2 separate regions of the Salvelinus alpinus genome follow, and region 1 is linked to region 2. The links are chromatin contacts, called in public Hi-C maps. All regions are on one chromosome and are shown on one strand. Each heading gives the region's core, a stretch centred on a gene start, on an enhancer-like site or on the middle of the called end of the contact. The rest is flanking DNA. Distances are from core to core; before and after follow the strand shown.

Region 1 (2,896 bases), core at 246-2,745, 710 kb after region 2:
TTATGAAACAACTTGATAAAAACAACTCACATCAGCTCACACACACATGGCCTGGCCTAACCTATGGTATAATCAGTCTCTGTATCTTCAACTTGCCCTGAAGAGCGTGCCACACTATACAAATACTCTCTCTCTACTATTCTCTTAATATCTGATTTTCGTAAACTGTTGTTTTAGATGTATTGAGACAATGAGAAGCTATTCTGTCACTGTCATGTAAAAGAGGGACCACTCTAAAGTAGCTATACAGCTCCATTGACGACATGGAAGAGCGCTGTTTTTGGAATGTAAATAATTAACACAACAAAATAGCTTGTTTAATGTGAATGAGGATCTAAAGTATTTGGTCTCAGACCCGTCGCCGGCGAAGTTGAGCACCAGGGGTTTCGGGTCAAGAACCAGGTCGCCAACTACAGATTACCATTTTTTGGTGGGGTACCTTTATAACTAGTTGTTATTAGAGAGAGGACCTATGAAACTAGCTCACAATGACAACTATCGTCTAGGTAAAAGTGCCTTAGAAATCGTGGGATGTGTGTGTCTGTGTGCTGCGGTGTTGATTTTAGAGGTGGTGTTCTTTCGGAGAGTGAAACCTAAATCTCACCATGGCTTGTGTTACCGACCTCATTTTCACCGCGTTAGAACGTTCTGTTTCAAAATCTACATTGAATTATTATTTAAAAACCCCTTCACCAGGCCAACATGCAACATACACAGTAATACATCGATCGGATAGATTTGTTTCGAACTTTGAGATGACAAGAACCACAAGTCCTAGGCGAGCTATACCTTTAGTATATGTTATTTCAAGTGTTGGTTATTTACCATCGAAGAGACGAATTATCATATAAAATGAAAAGTTGGAGTATATTATGTAAGACTGTGCTATTTTAATAGATTTTCTATTCACACTTTTTTTTAAACAAAGCAAAGCAAAACAAAATGTGTGAGCACGGTTCTTTCAAATAGATGTTTGAAAAAATATATACTGTTCACACATTCCATATAGGCTATTCTTTGCTTCTTTATAGGGACGGTTTTCTATATTCTTAAATTGCTTGAGCGGTATAGCCTATGCATCATGTTAAACAGACTTTCCCAAAGTTAGCACAACAGCCAATACGGTATTGTTAATCAGGGGTAAATGGGAACATTATTAACGTTTGAGGAAAACTAACACTGTACAAGTGAAAATAATTTAAACAATACCTATAGAATATAACTTTATTTATATTTAGGCTAAAGATAGTGCTACTAATTCTACAAGGCAATCGTTTATGGCCAATGCATTTCCCCAATAGTGTCCATAAATTCGATATATTAGCTTAAACTCCTGTAGTATGCACACGTTCAATAACACCTTTGTCTTGAAACAAACAACACATACCTGCCAATCTCCCATTTTGCCAATTATCGACATGATTTTTTCTTCAATCTGTCCTGATATGGTAGCTTGCATGTCGTGTAATCTCATTGAGCCTTCGGTCCCTAAAACAATTTGAGCTTTTACCTGTGCTGAGCGAGATTACCTCACCTGGCCATAAAAACCGTGTGTGCCACCTGGTTGCGCATGCGCAATGGACCGGGTGTGTAAACCTACCTGAAGTAGAGGTAATGGTCTCATGTGAATTTGCATTTGGGTCTCACTGCATTGAACATATGAGAGAAAAGGGTACAACAGCAACTTTTTTATATATTGGCTAACTGTTGTGGATAGGCCTACTCAGCGAGGTCAACAATATAACTTTGCTAACGTGTTACAATTTTTACATGTATAAATACTAAACTAAATGAAAAATCTTATTGAATTACAACATGTCAATAAGTTGGCTCTGTCAATTGGTTGTAAAATATATATTCACATTCAAAATGAAACTGTATCAGGATCAAATCTGATGGTTACTGTAACATCATTACTTACACACAGTCTACTAGATTCCCTTACGTGCATTGGGGTCACGGTTTATTTATCATCTGTTTATTTCCTACTTATGTAAACTCCTCGGGATGAACTCATCTTCATCAGGCACACCAACAACAACAAAAAGAACAACACGTGCGCGCGCTGAGAGGATAAACGTATTTTCTTTTAATTTCTAACCGAACACATGTCGACTCTATCCATGTTGCGGTCAACAACATGGTGGCGTTGCACTGTCAATTGCAGAATGGAAAGATATATGGCTTGAGCAATGTTATGTTATTTAGTTGATATACATATGATAAATAAACAATAATAACAATTATGCCATGTCAAATTCAACAGTGAATTGTAAGCTAGGCCTATATAGCATAAACAACAGGCCTTTACTTTTGAGCATACTTTTCCTAAGAAAACCCAGCTCAGTTTGAAATAGACAGTCACACAATTTTTTAACGCAAACACTCAAATATTTTAGATTAAATTTTTTAATTTAACTTGCACACTTCTTTTGACGGTTGTGCTATAGTCTGTCATTGGCAACTGTGGCAACTGTCTACAACCTTGTAATCTATACATGTTTGAGGGAATATTAAAGTTTGACTTCAAAGACAATCGATTTGAGAAGAGTAGAAGTACAGGCAGGAGTACAGATGAAATAGAACAATCTAAAATATATTTCAGAGCAGCAAGGTGTACTGGAATACTGTACACAGGAACGCTGCAAGTGTGTTGTGTGAGTTCTGGACAGGATAAGTTTCCATGTTAATATCCAACCTGTTTGTCTAAGGCTTGGTTTCAACCGCTAGCACCCCTACCACGAGCCCCCGGCACAATTTCCGTTAAGCACCATAAAACCGTGCAAGATGCTTAATTGGCAACGATACTGAAACGACTGGTTGCACTTTTTGGGCATTGATATATCTCACAATTTAGTAATGGTAATGCGCATGTAATGCGTCTTGCCAATAACAA
Region 2 (3,111 bases), core at 500-2,999:
GTTGCCTGATTTGGTTCTCAATCAGAGACAGCTGGTTATTGTTGTCTCTGATTGGGAGCCATATTTAAGGTAGCCATAGGCTTTAGGTGTTTGTGGGTAATTGTCTATGTTGAACGTTTGTAGCCTGTGTGTGTGCACTACGTTTATAGCTTCACGGTCGTTTGTTGTTTTGTATAGTTTGTATAAGTGTTTCGTTTCGTGTTCATCTTCGTGGTTCTAATAAAAGAAGATGTATTCATATCCCGCTGCGCCTTGGTCCGTCTCTCCTCCACACGATCGTGACAAGGGGCTTCTCCAAGGTCCTGTTAGACCCTCTCCGTACACAGCTCACCAAGCCCCTCTATCCCACAAGGGTAGAAGGGACTTCTCATGAAAAACAGTGGGTAGTGGTACACATTTTCATTTGACAAGAGACTACAATAAAACTGACTAACTTGCAAGAGGAAGATATTTAAAATGTTTTGACTTTCTAATACTGAAGAATCTTCACTATTGTTTCTGGGTCTCTACCTTCAGTATGGTCTTGATATTGTCTTTGTGGCATCCATCCACTTTGGTGAGCCTGTACTCCAGCCACTGCTGCACTACAGCCTTGTGTTCTGCTGACCCACCCAGTAACTCGGGCCGTTTGGCCTCTTGGACCAGGTGAGTGGCGATGGTCACCAAGCCGACCAGAGCTGGGCCATTATTACTGTGGAGCACGGGTACCTGGGTGGGAGAGAAAAAGAATGTGTGCATTACACATTTAAAAAAAATGTATACCTTTATTTAACTAGGCAAGTCAGTTAAGAACAAATTCGTATTTACAATGATGGCCTACCAAAAGGCCTCCTGCGGGGACGGGGGATTAAAAATGTAATAGGACAAAACACACATCACGACAAGCGAGACACCACGACACTACATAAAGAGAGACCTAATACAATAACATAACATGGTAGCAACACAACAAAACAACAAAACATGACAGCAGCACAAAACATTGTACAAACATTATTGGGCACACTAAGAGCCTGATAGGAATTATGGACACATGAAATAAAACGACAACCCTGTAACTAGTTGTCAACATCCTGTTAGAGACACTATTTAAGCGCTAGTTGCATACTTGCTCAAGTCATTTGTATAGCTGGCTAGCTTCCTAAACAACAACACACGCACTGTCACTACCCCATGTGGTACAGTATGTCTGTTTGTTTCTAGCATTGCAATGAAGGCTGTTGAGGCAGAACTAGTACTGCACACTCACTGAAATTAGCTATAGTACGTGTAGTAGTAGCAGCAAGATATGTTGACAATCCAATATGCAATTCACATGGCAAATTCATTCAATGTTAGCTTAACGTTAACTGGCTAATGACAACACATTTTTATCTGAAACAATGATTATTACACATTTATTACACATCTTTGTTCCTAAGTGACCTGCCTTCGCTAAAAATAGAAGATAAAAGAGTTGCTAAAGTTACGGACATTATCTTGTTAGCTAGCTAACGTTAGCTTTTCTAAGGACAGTAGAGTAGCATGTGCTCGCTACTCTTTTTAACCTACTGTTCATGTGGTAAGGTCTATAATACTTGGCACATATAGATAACTGTGACCGCAACCATTAGATGGCAAATTCACCTTCTTGTCTCCCTGAGTACTGTATTTGTTAGGCTTTTTCAATCCTAAAGATTTTTCCAGCGATGACAGCTCTCTCAACGCCATCATTGCGATATGTCTGCTGGGCAATGGGATGGCAACACGATTGGTCGAGATTAGTCATTGCCGCCCACTAGACTCAAATGGACAACATATTCAGCCAATGGTGACATGAAAAGTGGTTTTTATTTCGTTTCATTACATTGTCTTTTTAGCCCTGCTAGCTTTTAGGTTACATTGCATCAGATCAGATCAATAACTTTAATGACCAGATGAAACAATTATACTATAAAATAGTATAGGACTAATTTCTCCCTGAATATTTTGTTACAGAATATTTTAAAACATATTTAAAACACACTTACATTTTCATTGTAGGCTACACATACATTATCAAATTGAGAATGTTTAATTGTTTAATTCAAATATCTAAAATTATATGTTTCTTGATTAATAAAAAATAATATTTCAGGAGAATAAAATAGCAAAAAAAAGAGAACCCACTGAGGCACATTAAAGAGAAGTTTTGATTGTTGGAAGGATAGCCCGTGTTCACAAATCATACGGTATTTGGTTAATAATATAAGGTATACTGTTAACTGAGGAGTTTTAATGAATTAAAAGTGTATTTTGTAATGGATGTGCATGTTATCCTACAGAAAATACTTGTCTCATTTTAATTCACCAAGCCTGATCAATGATCCTTTTCATGCCAACCCAAGCCAGCACGGCATAGATATTTTCTTTACACATGGCACTATACAGCATGTCTTGGCTCCATCTTATAATCAAATTGTAATCAATCAAATGTATTTTATAAAGCCCTTTTTACATCAGCAGTTGTCTCAAAGTGCTTTACAGACACCAAGCCTAAAACCCTAAAGAGCAAGCCATGCAGACGTAGAAGCACAGGCAGACGGGGCAGAGGGCGGAGACTTCTGATGTCATAGAACCAATGTGTCAACAATATTCTTATTATGTCATGATAATATTATAGGCTAAAGGGGTGCCTCGATTTGTTATGGGAGTGCTCTGCACTTTCGGCCACTCCCCTAAATCAAAAGTTTCCTACAGCTGAATCTATAATTCTGTCACGTTCTCACCTTAGTTCCTTTTTTATGTCTTTGTGTTAGGTTGGTCAGGGCGTGAGTTGGGGTGGGTAGTTTGTCTCTGATTGAGAATCATACTTAGGTAGCCTGTTTTCCCCATTTTGGTTGTGGGTGTTTATTTTCTGTTTTAGTGTCTGTTCACCTTGCAGAACTGTTTCGTTTTCTCCTCGTTGTTATTTTGTGTAGTGTTCAGTTTTCTATTAAATTATGTCGAAAACTTACCACGCTGCATTTTGGTCCTCTTCTCCTTCGGCAGACGAGAATCGTTACAAATTCAAACCCATCCTACAGCTGAATCTGTAATTGAAACCCTTCCTACAGCTGAATCTGTATTTCAAACCCGTCCTACAGCTGAATC

The links. Hi-C and Micro-C count contacts between places; a contact is called where the count stands out from the background.
Region 1: a Hi-C map of muscle shows a contact between it and region 2, with 5 times the contacts expected there. The contact joins the promoter of LOC139583341 here to the promoter of LOC139583329 in region 2. A contact is called at or near these places in 2 of 3 Hi-C or Micro-C datasets (muscle and red muscle).

Annotation. Positions count from the first base shown.
Region 1 is chr8:57,755,205-57,758,100 of SLU_Salpinus.1, forward strand. LOC139583341 (transcription factor AP-2-alpha-like) reads right to left here and starts at 1,496. Exons shown (of 7, transcript XM_071414301.1): 1 at 1,388-1,496. The coding sequence starts at 1,474.
Region 2 is chr8:57,043,821-57,046,931 of SLU_Salpinus.1, forward strand. It overlaps LOC139583329 (eukaryotic translation elongation factor 1 epsilon-1-like), which reads right to left and starts at 1,750. Exons shown (of 4, transcript XM_071414287.1): 1 at 1,627-1,750; 2 at 511-708. The coding sequence starts at 1,713.